2 separate regions of the Xenopus tropicalis genome follow, and region 2 is linked to region 1. The links are chromatin contacts, called in public Hi-C maps. All regions are on one chromosome and are shown on one strand. Each heading gives the region's core, a stretch centred on a gene start, on an enhancer-like site or on the middle of the called end of the contact. The rest is flanking DNA. Distances are from core to core; before and after follow the strand shown. Region 1 overlaps traf3ip1 (TRAF3 interacting protein 1). Region 2 holds the start of ndufa10 (NADH:ubiquinone oxidoreductase subunit A10).

Region 1 (7,124 bases), core at 2,939-5,438:
AGTGGACCCAGTACAGAACCCCGAGGGACCCCACTGAGAACCTTACTCCAAGTAGAGAATGTACCATTAACAACCACCCTCTGTACCCGATCCTGTAGCCAGTTTTCTATCCATGTGCAAACGACTTCACTAAGACCAATATACCTTAGCTTAGAAAGCAGTCGTTTGTGGGGAACGGTATCAAATGCTTTGGCAAAATCCAAATAGATTATATCTACTGCATCCCCACTGTCCAGCTTCTTACTTACCTCATCATAAAAAGCAATTAAATTGGTCTGACATGACCTGTTCTTCATAAAGCCATGCTGATTACTGCTCATAATGGCATTCTCCACTACATAATTTTGAATGTGATCCCTTAACAAGCCTTCAAATAACTTGCCCACCACGGATGTCAAACTTACAGGCCTATAATTGCCAGGCTGAGATCTTACTCCCTTTTTAAATATAGGAATGACATTCGCCTTCTTCCAATCCCTAGGTACCATACCTGATGAAAGCGAGTCTGAGAATATCAGAAACAAGGGCCACCGCTAGTGAGCCCATCAAGCCTGTCCTGATGAATTATGCACAACTTCATGCATTCATGCAAGGGAAATGTGGCATTACCACCAGTAATTGAGGCTCTCTTGTAGTTTAACTGCTGTTAATGCTTTTTTCAAATTTGTTTTAGGACAAAAAGGAATCGGAAATTAGGGATGGTAGTGGCAGTAGGGAAAGGAGAGAGAAACATCATGTGAAAGAAGAGGAAAGGAAAAATGTGGAGAAGGAGAGAGGGCGGAAGAAAGAGAGCGAGAAAGATCGAGTGGGAGAGGAAGAGAGAAACGGCTTGAGAGAAGGAGAGAAAATTGATAAAGAAATTAACAAAGCAAGAGATTCCAAGTTGGAACCGGAGAGAGACAAAATCAAGGAGAAAGCTAGAGACCGAAAAAGCGATGGGAGCCGGGGAAAGGAGAAAGACAGAATCAGAGAAAAAGGAAGGGACAAAGACCATGAAAAAGAGCGCAGTAAAGAGAGGGAACCAGAAAGGGATAAAAGAAAAGAGCGAGCAAGAGAGGATGAAGCACAAAGAGAAAGAGAAGAAGAAAAGATCAGGCAGCAGGAAAGAACAGTGCGAAAGGTAAGTAGAAACTGCGGCATTGTGAACACTCGCTGCTTAACTTGCATTGTTATTCAGCCTCACCAAAAGTATTAGCAATTAACGATGCCACAACGGTTTCTTGTGTGCCAGGAGCACATGATGCATCACTATATGGGTCATTTACATAGTGCTGCTGATGTTATAACTTTTAAGTTTCTGTATAAGACATGTAGGTAAAACAGAGCTTCAATGTATATGTTTCAGTTTGTGTGCTTTATTTTTGGTTCATTATACTGTTTAATGTGACCACACACTGGCCAGCACTAGAAGTCTAACCTGTATTCTTTCACTAGTCTAAAGGACCAGATAATTCACCAAAGAGGGCATTAGAGGACCCTGTGAAAGAAAACAAATCTTCAGCAGATAAAGAGGTAACATCTGAATACCTGTGTTACTTTTGACATCTTTCTCTTGTAGTCTAGTGCAGTGTAGTGTGAATGAGTTTAGGTTACATAGTGAGACACCATGACAGGCTGCCTTAAAACTATGTCCATGTGTAAAAGGATAAACTGTTTTCCTTTGTGCATGCATAAAAATAAGTTTGGAATTAGTGACAAGAAGACTTTTCTTTTCCTCATCAACGGCCAGTGATATCCTTCTTTCCTAAATCCATTCTAGTTGCAAAGAAGTTCCTAATATTTATTGTTTCTCTCTTTTTTTAATCCCTTTCTTCTGTAAGACCTTTCATAGAGGGGTTAGCGTGGAAATAGTTAAGACACATGCCCAGATTTGATATGGCAGTGTGTCTAACCATTTGGGCATGTACACCGGGTCAGGTGACCTTTTCTACGAATCTGACACAATGTCTGTAAGGGGATGTTGGCAGATAAGGAAAGGGAGTCGCAGCTCCATTACTCCATCCTTACATCCACTCCATCCTGCAGTTCCTAATATTGAGCTGTTGGCCTGAACAAACAGAACAACAGAAAGGTGGCCACACACTTTTATGGCCACTTAAACAGTCTCTGTTCATTCAACTTTCAGGCTGATTGGTCAGATACACTAGTGGATTGCCCAGTTTATGGCTTAAGACCAGGTCAAAGTTTTGTCTCATATTACATGGAGAATGCTCCCCACTCCAGTGCACACTTGTAAATCTCCTATCTGCACCATATCTACTGTTCCCTTCTCCTCATTGTTTCCTTATATACTGTATAGGGACTTGGTGCAAAAGAAAAAAGTTTATTGAAAAAACTCCAACATTTCCAGTACAAACGGTACTCTTCTTCAGGGACAAAAAAAAAATATACATATATGCAATGTCCAGGGATGGGTTAGGGTCACTTTTGGATTTCATAAGTCTCTACCTAAAAAATTAAAATGTATTGGGACTCCGCAATAGTAATGGGCCTGTTGTTAATTACATGTTATTTGCTTCAAAATTTCAGAGACTCTTAAATGCTGTTAAGACAGAAAGACCTTCTGCTTCAAAATTACGGGAGAGACGCCCAGCAAAGATTGATGTGGAAGGTGAGAATATACAGGACATTTTGTCAACTATTATAAAAAAAAAATAACTTTAGTTCATTTTAATTCAGGCTGAATCATTGCTCTCACACAGTCACTTGAAACACGCTGCAAACAAATTTCTTGACGCCAGGAGAAGGATTATGTTCCACATGCTCATGCAATGTTTTTAAATTTAAATGCATTAGATATTACCGGTACACAGCAACACAGGAGGGTTGGTTTCAGGTTTTGTGTAAATGGAAACTGTTATAGGAAGGTGTGAAGGAGTATTTGGTTTATCTGCTTTTATAAGATGCACTTTGGTGACTTGGGGCTGCATTTTACAGTTTTGAGGTCTGTGAACATCTGGCACTATAGAAATGATCTGGACCATAATTTAAGCCTAATTTTTTTTACACACCCACCTGTGCAGAAAGTAAAAATAATAAAAAGGCTTATTTCCATCTGTAGGTTTATGTAGATCTGTGTTGTGCAACTTTTTTTTATAGTTTAGTGTGATGATTATCCACTATACTGCATGTTAGTGGGCCACTTTGTAATAAACTGACTTTGTCATGTAGTCAGAAAAAAACATGTTTTCTGCACTTATAAACTGTGTCTTGCCATCTAGCAGTCTGAAAAACAAGTCTGTAATTGGGGGATGACTGGAGAACACTACATGTGAAATGCATAATGCTGATTGATGTTATGTTTGATGGAGGAAGAATAATTGCCTGATGCTATTTTCCATGGTTAGGGCTAGGGTCTCTGGCTTCAGTTAGAGAAAACCATCATGGTACAACATACAATGATATTCTTGACAAATCTGTGCTTCCTACTTTGTGGCAACAGTTTTGGGGGAAGGCGTTTTCCTATTTAAGCACAATAATGCTCTATTTACTAAGCAAGATATACATAATTGGTTTGCTGACACAGGAGTGGAAGAACTTGACTCTCCAATACAAAGCTCTTGACCCTTAAACCTGCTGAATGCCTGTGGCATGAACTGAACTGTGAGCCAGGCCTCATTTCCCAGCAGTAGTTGTGCACGAATGCTTTTGTGACTAAATTGAAGCAAATACCAACAACAGTGTTTCAATACCTACCACCATATGTAATAAAAAAAAGCACTAAATTTATCCAGAAGCAGTAACTCATAGCAACCAATAAGATGTTCCCACTAGAGAACTTGTAATTTTATATGAATACCCAGCAGTTGATTTCTTTTGTGGGTGGGGGTTGGTGAATTCTTTTTTGTTTAAACATGACAACATTCTTTTTGGAATACATACAGCAAACTGTTTTGATAATACACAGTGACTTGCTTTTTCTAATGGGATACAATGTGAAATTTACTTGTGGGATTCAGTGGGTTAACTGAAACTTCCTGCTCTAAATCATCACTTGCCTTTTATTTACTTCTCTTGTTGACACTGAACATTCTGCTTCACCTGGAGACAAACACCTTAATATACACACACTGCTACAATGCTTAGTCAGCTTATGAAAATTTGAGAATTGAGGGTCGGGCATGTATTTCTGCCCCCCTCCCACCAGTGGGGGCCCAGTGCTACTGATGGGGAGGGCCTAAGCTGCAGGCATTTTACAGGTTCATTTTTAAATATCTGTTGCATTATTGTAAGATAACAAGAGCCTTGTCTATAAGTTGGGCCACAAAAGGGAACTGAATATGCTTTGGTGACCCAAATTCCTAGCATGGTGGCAAAGTATTGCTGGCTTTGTAAAGAACAAGTTGGCCTTGTAAAGGACAGATACTTAGAAATAATTGGGGTTGCCATCAGGGGGTATAGCAAGGAGTGCTGTAGGGGGGCTTTGAAAATTAATCACCCAAGGAAAGCACAGTCACCTAGCAATAGGTTTTTTGTTTTTCTGTAACCAAAGAAGGGTAAATGGGGAATTGAGAAAGAAGGAGGAAAATGGGATGGGAGGTCGGGAAGCAGTATCCCCCCATGTTTTAATGAGAATGGGTTATTTTTTTCATCTATTGTTACAAGCTGACAATCCTTTTGTTGGCCTCTGCTGGATTTAATAGTGCAGGTTTAAAAAAAATTGGAAAAAATAAAACAAAAACCTATGTCCGGGTTTAAGGGTGATTGTTGGTTTTGTGTATCCGCTCCCAGCCAGGAAAGGACAGCACAGCATTAAGCAGAGAAAACAAAGAGACTGCAAATGTAAGCTAGGGTAGGAGAGTGCAGTTACACAACATGGACAGCAGCTGCACTGAAATGGTAACAAATCAGGCAATGCTGAATTCTACTGGTATTATTATGTTTCAGGCTGAGGGTCAACCCTTCAAACTTATTACCACTTTTGGAGAGTTAATACTGGAAAAAATTGATGTGTAAATAAACAAATAACCAAAGTGGTAATAAAGGTGACCTGCTAAGGTGGTCTCCGTTTTATTCTGCCCAAACAGAGAGAGATAGCAAAGCTGCAAGCAGCCAGTTCATAATTACGATGTGACCTGTTTGGCATATTTGTATAGTTAGCTTTAATTAGTCCCCTGCCAAGCACACCCTTTGTGTAGTCAGTATACTAGCAAATAATATTTTGTATTGACACACACACAGTCTTTTCCCCATACCAGGGTTTTATAAAAAGCATCAGAATAATCAAGGTAAATGTATGTGTGTCTAAGTTTGACTTTTGTCTGTGATTTAATTTTTGGAAATGTATTTTTAAGCACTTTAAAGGAACAGTAACACTAAAAAATGAAAGAGCTTTAAAGTAATAAAAATATAATGCACTGTTGCCCTGCACTGGTAAAACTGGTGTGTTTGCTACAGTAACACTACTATAATTTATATAATAAGCTGCTGTGTAGCCACGGGGGCAGCCATTCAAGCTGGAAAAAAGGAGAAAAGGCACAGGTTACATAGCAGATAACAGATAAGTTCTGTAGAATACAATAGTCTTTTATCTGTTATCTGCTATGTGCCTGTGCCTTTTCTCCTTTGAATGGCTGTCTCCATGGCTACATAGCAGCTTATTTATATAAATTATAGTAGACTTTCTGAAGTAAACACACAACTTTTACCAGTGCAGGGCAGCAGCACATTATATTTTAGTTACTTTTATACACTTTCATTTTTTGGTGTTTGTTGTACTTATACATGTAGTCACTCTCTGCCTCTATGCTAGAGATTATATATTCTTGCTCAATCTTTTTACAGCGTGCTATACTAACTAGCCTTTATCCTTTTGTTTTTGTAGGAGAGTCAGACAGCGAAGACGGTAAGATCCTTGATGATTCTGAGAAGTTTAATATATTTATGTTAATCATGAGTTAAGGTGCCTGTTTATTTTTTTTTTTTAATATTTAAGGCAAAGGCACATGGGGTTGCTGTGTCTTTGCACCAATCACCTTGCACTAGCAGGCTGTTAACATGAAAAAAAAAATAACAATTAGCCATTCAAACTCACTACTGCAGCTTGTTAGAGGAGGTGCTGCAAGTTCCTTGGCGTTCCCACACTCCCACAAAATGTCACATATGAATAATGAACAGCAGCACAATCCTCCATTAAAAGTTAATCTTTATTTGCTCAGCTAAAAAAACAAACAAACAGAAAACGCACAAGGCCAAGGCCCTACTCGTATACTAATGCTTGTTGTTAAGGGTTAGCACCTGAAATGTGTAAGGCCTTGGCCTTGTATTTTATATTTTAGTTGAGCTTATAAAGATCCATTAGTCATATAAAGAACATTATAGTCAATGGGGATGGAACTGGAACTTTTGGTGTCACATGTTTTAGCATCACTTCTTTAAGTAGCCAGATTGCCTTGAAATAGCTATTGTGTGGCTTATTATTTCTAAATATGATCTCTCTTCAGTGCTGCCTGTGTCTTGGTCACAATAAATAAGAATGTCATTGTGCAGGTTGGAAAGCCCCAACTCCCACAATGACAGGATGCAGGAGTAAAGCAAGCCAGTTGTTAATACCTCCAGTATTTTCCCCCCCCTCCCAATTCATTATTCTTTGAGTTGCCCTTGGCTTGGCAACAGGTGTAATTACCAAAACCAGGGCAAAATAAACAATGATTATTTAGATCCCTTAGCTTACATATATTAATTTTAGTGCTAAATATCAAATTTGGTTTCTGTTTGGGCTGGTTGCCCCGTTTATGCACAGATTTGGCCTTTTAGCCAAAAACAACCAAAAGCTGTAGCGCTGTATTTCCTGAAATAATCTAATTTTGGAACTGCAGCTCCTCTCCACTAACTTTTCAGCTGATGCACCTCACACTATACGCTGTCCAACATTGTGCATTTGCAGCTGAAAAAAACGATATCCATACTACATATAAATCAACAGAGACTGTTTGGCCTGCAAACATGTTCCAAAAATGGAAACAGTTATTACTGTAAGCATCACCGGGTCACTGTGTTATGGCAGTAACAGATATCACATATATGGTAATTAGACAGTTATCCTGTTCAGTAGTCCCTTTTAAACATTTATAGAACATGTTTTTTGCATTAAAAACTCAAACTGTACTTTATTTATTTAAAGG
Region 2 (7,124 bases), core at 2,706-5,205, 210 kb before region 1:
GGAAAAGCTCCCAACTTGATTTTACATGATTTTTACAGACAGGGCAGTGTTACATACAGTGCCTGGATTCCTACCAAAAGTTTTGATCGGGTTTCACAGAAATTGGTCCAGACATGCAATTGGACAAGTAAATAGCAACTCCCTGGAACCAGACAGAGTGATTTAAATCTATCTGAAAACTTCCTTTAGGTCATAGTTAGTTAAGGTGGCCATACACGGGCCGATTCTAGCTGCCAATATTGGTCCCTTAGACCAGGGGTAGGGAACCTTGGCTCTCCAGCTGTTATGGAACTACCAGTCCCACAATGCATTGCAGGAGTCTGACAGCCACAGTCATGGTTAATTAAGGAAAATGCTTGCTGGGATTTGTAGTTTTATCACAGCTGGAGAGCCAAGGTTCCCTACCCCTGCCTTAGACCGATCAGGCAGGTTTAAAAATTTAGTCGGACCGGGGACCGCATCGGCTCATTGATGCAGTCCCCGAAACGACTGCGCCTATACCCTTCCAAATTGATCGTTTGGCCCCAGATCAAAGACCGAATTAGCCAGATATCACCCACCCGTAGGTGTGGATATCGGGAGATGTTGACCAAGCGAGCAGATCTTAGCATGTATGGCCACCTTTAGTTAGTTACATTGGGTTGAAAAAATACCAGAGTCTATCAAGTTCAACTCTTCCCAGCACATACAAAACTATACTGACCTATCTATACACTCACATACATAAACTATATATACCAACACCAATACTAACTGTAGATATTAGTATCACAATAGCCTTGGATACTATGCTTGTTCAAGAACTCATCCAGGCCGCTCTTAAAGGCATTAACAGAATCTGCTATTACAACATCACTAGGAAGAGCATTCCAAAACTATACTCCCCTCTCCGTGAAAAAACACCTAAGCTGCTTCAAAAGAAAGTTTATGGGGGAAAAAAAGAACATCCCCTATCTGTCTATAATTATTATTTATATAGTGCCATCAATTTACGCAGCGCTTTACAGAATAGAGGGGTACAAAAGACATAACAGTAAATATGTACATATAAACAATTCCCAATAATGGTTTGCAGTTACATTGGATGAGGATCGGAGACACTAGGGGGAGGGCTCTGCTCGCAGAGACCGTTTAAAGGTTTGGAGAGTCTGGCAGTGCCTAATAGGACGGGGAAGAGCCTTCCAGAGGATGGGTGCAATGCGTGAGAAGTCCTGGATGCGAGAGTGAGAGGAGGTGATGAGTGAGGAGGAGAGAAGGAGGTCATGTGTAGAGCGAAGGTTACGTATGGGGGTGTACTTGGGGATTAGGGTGGTTAAATAGAGTAGTGCGGCACCCCTCTAATGTACTTGTACAGAGTAGCAAGTGCCTTTTTCTAAGTCCTCTGCCTCACTCTTAGTTTCATGGCAGGACATCATAAAAGTACCAAAGCAGCTAAGGAATCCATTTCTAGATAGATCCACTATGCTATGTTAGATGCTTACAAGGTAGAAGACATTTAGCAAACTTTTTGGGTTTCTGCAGCCTCCAGAGCCCAGGCGGTTTCATGGATGTACAAAAATGTGGTACCAACTGACTGATAAAAGTCACCTGGCCTGGTATATGGAGGGGTTAGGGGGTTATTTTGTTCTCGGGGTAAGCTCATGCAGGAGAGCACAGAAAAGCATATTTTGGACTTTAGTGGGCAAACTTCAGCATGATGATTACTGAGGTGAGACCCCTAACAGGATGGGCAGCCAAATATAGCAGCCGCCAATTCTGCTGCCCAGTTCTGACATTTGTGCTTAGGTATTCTGAAGCAGTGACACCTGTAGGAGTCTGGTGATGCTGACTGGGTGGCTGCCATGTGCAGGAGTTCTCTTGTACAAAAACAAGCTTCCGCAGTCCCGGATTCTTATTGAAAATCCTTCATTTTCCTTTGATCTCCTGTACTAAATGACAAAGAGACTAGAATACTTAACAGTCAACACCTGAACTTAGATACTATTGCAACTAATAAGATAAACAGGTTTTTGTCCCTCTTTACATTCTACAAATGTTGGGAGGTATGAAAATCCTCTTAATGATAACCAGGAGATATCAAATTAAATAAAAAAAGAATGCTACTGCAAACAAAATTGATCTGTATAAAGCTGGCCATACACGTGGCGATCTGACGATGTTTTGTGCGACCATCGGTCGCACGAAACATCGTCAGATCCGCCACACACCATCAGGGCTGAAACAGCAGATAAGGAGGTAGAAACAATAGGATTTCTACCTCCTTCTGCTGATTCAGCCCTGACGGCAGATTTTGGTCAGGCGCCTTCTATGGCACCCAATCAAAATTTTCTAACCTGGCCGATCGGCGAGTCGACCAATATCAGCAGCTTCCTGCGATATCGGTCGACTCGCCGACATGCCATACACGCACCGAATATCGTACGAAACGAGGTTTCATACGATAGTATCGGTGCGTGTATGGCCAGCTTAAGAAAGCACAGGTGGTAGGTGACCATAAATAAAGAGTCTGTGAGAATACAAGATAATCTCTGCAGGACAGGTTTTCATTAGCACTTTCTCATTAGGACACTAAGACATCTATATGATTTTAGCACATTATACAACTCCAACTCTGGATATGGAAGTGATGACTGATCTGGAAAGGAACAGCAGAGATGGCTAAAAGGTAAAGAAATAGAATAGATAATCGAGCTTGGTGTAAATGGCACAATGGCTTAACTCAGGGATCCCCAACCTTTTATACCCGTGAGCCACATTTGAATGGAAAAAGTGTTGGGGAGCAACACAAGAATGAAGAAGGTTCCAGGGGGTGCCAAGAAGAGCTATAATTGGCTACTTAATAGCCCCTATGTTGACTGGCAGCCTACAGAAGGTTCTGTTTGGCACTCACACTGGGTTTTTATGAACCAAAACTTGCCTCCTAACCAGAATTTTAAAAATAAGCTCCTGCTTTGAAGCCATTGGGAGCAACATCCAAGGGGTTGGTGAGCAACATGTTGCTCCTGAGCCACTGGTTGGGGATCACTGGCTTAACTGGTGGAAAGAGAACTGAATAGGGTGTTAAGATTAAACCCAATTGGGTTAATAGTTTATTTAAACTGGGGTGAGAAGGTAATACATAAGCAATCAATTGTTTCAAATGTAAACAATTCTATTGCTTATTTTATATATTTAGTATTAAAAATGTAGAAATGCAATGACCACAGCATTTATATTGCTTCCATTGGTAGCATTTACTTTATATACAATGCCAGGGCCTTTTTGAATCCCAGTCTGAACCTAGCCTCAAAAAATGAACTGTATCATAAAGTTGTTGAAAGCAATTTACTAAACCAGTGTATTAAATCAACTTTATAAGCAAACAACAACATTTTTTGTACCAGTGCAGTCAGCAGCCGCTACTCGTACTTCCCTCACATCTCCAGACTCCGCACTGACAGCTATTCCTGTGCGGTCATTGGTCACATGGCTGCCTGCGCTAGGTGACGTCAGATTGTGCGCAGGCAACACATACAAATCAGCTCATCAGCACCCTTACCGCAAAAAATAAAAATACTCCACGTATAAGCAGGCTCCATTAGCCCCCTAATATAAAAGGCACACACCTTACAGAGACCAGCGAGTGTTTAATAGATCTGAAGCCACCACTGAACAGGAAGTGACCCAGTATTCACACAAGAACTGAATAATCTCCTCCATTTAATCCTGTCAGCAAAAAAAAGAAAAATAATGCTACTCAGGGCAAGCCAAGACTGCAACACCGCACCTTCTCCAGGCTCTCCCCGAGCAGCCACTGAGGCCGCACTTCCGTGTGACTAATTTATGAAGCCACTTGAATAAGGCGCCGAACGTAACGTGTTGGAGACGTCCTCTTGACGTTACGTATTGGTGACATCACCTGCGGACTATCAGGAAGTGGCGCTAGCAGCGCCCCTAGCGGCGACCGTCACTGGAAGGACGGGGACATGTTTTCAAGTACAGCGTCCCGAGGCCTTAGGCTGACAGGGAAAATATGCTCCGGAAGCCGGGTAAGCAAGGCTGGCTGCGCCTGCTGGGAGCGGGAAGGATTTGCTTTTATGGCCGGTTTCTATCCATAGTTAGTGCAGGGCTGGTAATGCTATGTTAATGGTGTTACACCGTATCTGGGTTAGCATGCATGCACAATGGTAAGATGATATGTACGCACACTAATAATTGGCTGAATGGAACGTACGTGAAGAAATAAACCCAATCTGTGTAGGTTCAATAGTTCCAGCAGCTGTGTAATATTTCAAGGTCTCAGTGTTTCACAGACTCATTACAGCTAAAAGGAGATGTAAACTTACTTTTCTTTTTTTTTTTTTTTTTTCTTACAAAAGAACCTCTGCACTTGTCAGACTCCCTATCAGCATCACCAGACTCCCAAAGGTGTCACTGCTTCAGAATAGCCGCGACAGATACGTGTAGCACCATTACCCTCCCATTACCCTCCCATTAGCAGCCCTGCTCTCACTGGTAGCACTCATGGGCTGTGTCTTATAACTGTATGGGAAGGAGGATAAAGTAATGAGTGTGGGAGACTCTTAGCAATACCTGACCCCCCTCTTTTCTTACTGCCCATATTACCTGATATGCAGTTGGTTTTAATTGCTTTTATAAATCATGTGGTTTAATTGTAATTATTTGTAAATAAAAGTTATGTATTCATTTTATGTAGTAGCGGCCAGATAACACAAATTAATTCATAAGATACTTACAGCATGAACTTGTATGAACTCTAATAACTCAATTGCTACTGTGGCTATAATATAGGCAGTGCATTCTTGTTTATGCTTTTTGCCCTTGAGGGGCTCCTCACACAATTCTGGAGGTAATCTGGTGCAGGAAGAGCACAGAAAAGCATGTTTTAGACTTTTAGGGGTTATGTAACAAAGTTTGCCCAGAAAGAGTAACTAATAGCAACCAATCAGCATGTGGAATTTACTGGTCACCTGTTTATAAGCAAACTTTCTATTGGTTAGTGCCTTTTATTACATAGCCCCTTTAGTGTGCACGCCCCAGCATGGTGATCACTGCTGTGGAGCCCCTAGCAGGATGAGCAGCCAAATATAGCAGCTGCCAATCCCCTGCCCAGTTCTGCAGTTTGTGCTTAGGTATTCTGAAGCAGATAAATTGGTCAACTTTTCAATTGGTCTTCATTATTTATTTCTTATAGAATTTAAATGATTTGCTTTCTTCTTCTGACTTTTTCCAATTTTCAAATGGGGGGAGGTTCTGGATAATGAGTTTTTGCATAACAGATCTTATACCTGTATTGTGGCACCTCCAGCAGGAACAAAGAACATAAAGCAAGATTGTACAGATCCAGTAGAATTCATATTGAGGTGGTCTTTTGAATCTTACTAGGGCAGCTGGCCCAGGAGAAAGTTTTTTGGGTTTTTTTTTTTAACAGTGTTACTTTATACACATTATTTATTTTTGTGTTTATATAATTATGTCTGCCAGTGATCTTGTCCTGAATAGGGCGCATGTGCACTTGAGTGAAAATCTAGAATTTTGTGCATGTGGGCTGTTTGGGACAGTGAAGACTGGCAGGGCCATTGACCCTAGAACCGGTGACTAATCTCCCCGTCTGTCACAGCCCTAACACTAAACATCTATTAGTGTACTTGATTACTTGACTCATTTGTTGCTGATTGGGAAAATCAGGTATTTTGCCTCTAAACATCTCGTCAGAAATAAATTGAAAGAAATGTCTTCCAATTTATTGTTTATATGGCGTACAAATGACAGCCTAGCCCTAGAGAGAACCAATATGTTGGGCCTTTCCTAGCGACTAAAAAAATGCCCCAGCCTGGGGCTTACACTTTTCTCAGGAATCGCTTATGCTGCCCTAGACAGGTACATAAACTGTACAGTGTTTTATCAGATTTCACTCACCCAGCTTATTTTGGTTTAAGGGACAAACATAGAGGTGTGGTGCTCTGCAAGAAAAAAGCCTTGGGCTTGTATGTGTGGGGTTTTGTTTTTTTTTTTAAGATGAGTGCCAGACTGGGGTAGAGGGTCAGCAATTTTAGTCCATAAGAGGTGCTTAAATTGACACAAGTGGCATGTAATTTTGTTCTACTTAAAGGAGAAGGAAAGGATAGTAAAGAGTTAATCTCAAGCTGCAGGCATACCTTCAGTTGTCTCAATAGTGCTCTTAAGTTTCCCCATATTTCTCCTGTTCAGATAATCAGAAGCCAAACAGGAAGAAAAACCGCTGAGCTGTGTAAAGAAAGTTCCCATAATGCCTTGCTCCTACACCAAGAGCAAGACCGGTGTACATGCTCAGTTTGTAAGACTATGAGTCAGCTTCCTGCCGATTGGCTCAGATCCACATTCCTAAGGGGGGAAAGGATTTCTTAGCATTCTTGAGGGAGGGGGGAGCAGGAGAGAGCTGTGTGTCTCTGGCACAGGAAAACAGACACAACAAAACTTTTGACAGAGAACTCTGTGCTGTTAGTGCTTACGGCTGTATTTACATAGACCTTTCTGATAAAGCTTGCTTAGTTTTTACCTTTCTTTCTATTTTAAGTAGGGATGATTTATCAGATTGGCATGTATCTCTGTAACTCTGTCTGTATCCACAACACATCTTCCAAATACAGTTTGTAATTCCATTTTTTTCTGAACTGTGAAGATTCAGTGACCCACTGTATTAGTGGGTTCACCCCAGATCTTACCATAATTGATCTTCAAGCTGTGTTTTCAGGGGGCATCTAGGATAGCAAATAGGCAGTGTCCTCAAATCTCACTATTATTTAGGCAGGGGTCCTTTTAGTCATTGCTCTGGGCACCCTTAAGGGGGTAACTACACATTTTTTAAATCATTAATGCAGAGGATAACATGGTATGCCTACATACTGACAGGGAATAAATGCTTATCTCAGTGTAGGTCTCTGTTCTGCAGATGTTTGTTAATGCAGAAATGTCAAAAAGAAGTATTATAAAAAAGGAAACCAATCCAGACATTAGGAATGTAGAGATGGGATTATACAGAGCAGTGATAGATATTTTGTTTTTTGCCTAAAAAATCACAGCACATGGGCAGTAATAGCAGATTAGAGTGTGTTTTGATCTTTTATGTATTACCTTTTATATGT

What was found. Hi-C and Micro-C count contacts between places; a contact is called where the count stands out from the background.
Region 2: a Hi-C map of brain shows a contact between it and region 1, with 3 times the contacts expected there. The contact joins the promoter of ndufa10 here to the enhancer-like site in region 1. A contact is called at or near these places in 2 of 5 Hi-C or Micro-C datasets (brain and neurula embryo).

The regions. Positions count from the first base shown.
Region 1 is chr9:60,695,810-60,702,933 of UCB_Xtro_10.0, reverse strand. traf3ip1 (TRAF3 interacting protein 1) reads left to right here. Exons shown (of 15, transcript NM_001171521.1): 5 at 674-1,120; 6 at 1,435-1,512; 7 at 2,530-2,611; 8 at 5,825-5,845. Among named protein-coding and RNA genes, the nearest start is that of traf3ip1, 11 kb to the left of the region's middle. Within about 2 kb of position 4,188, at least 1 of the 11 cell types and tissues checked has an H3K27ac peak or open chromatin away from gene starts, as enhancers often do.
Region 2 is chr9:60,907,927-60,915,050 of UCB_Xtro_10.0, reverse strand. It overlaps ndufa10 (NADH:ubiquinone oxidoreductase subunit A10), which reads left to right and starts at 3,955. Exons shown (of 10, transcript NM_001083348.1): 1 at 3,955-4,028. The coding sequence starts at 3,966. LOC116407521 (a long non-coding RNA gene) reads right to left here and starts at 3,856. Exons shown (of 3, transcript XR_004220384.1): 1 at 3,606-3,856.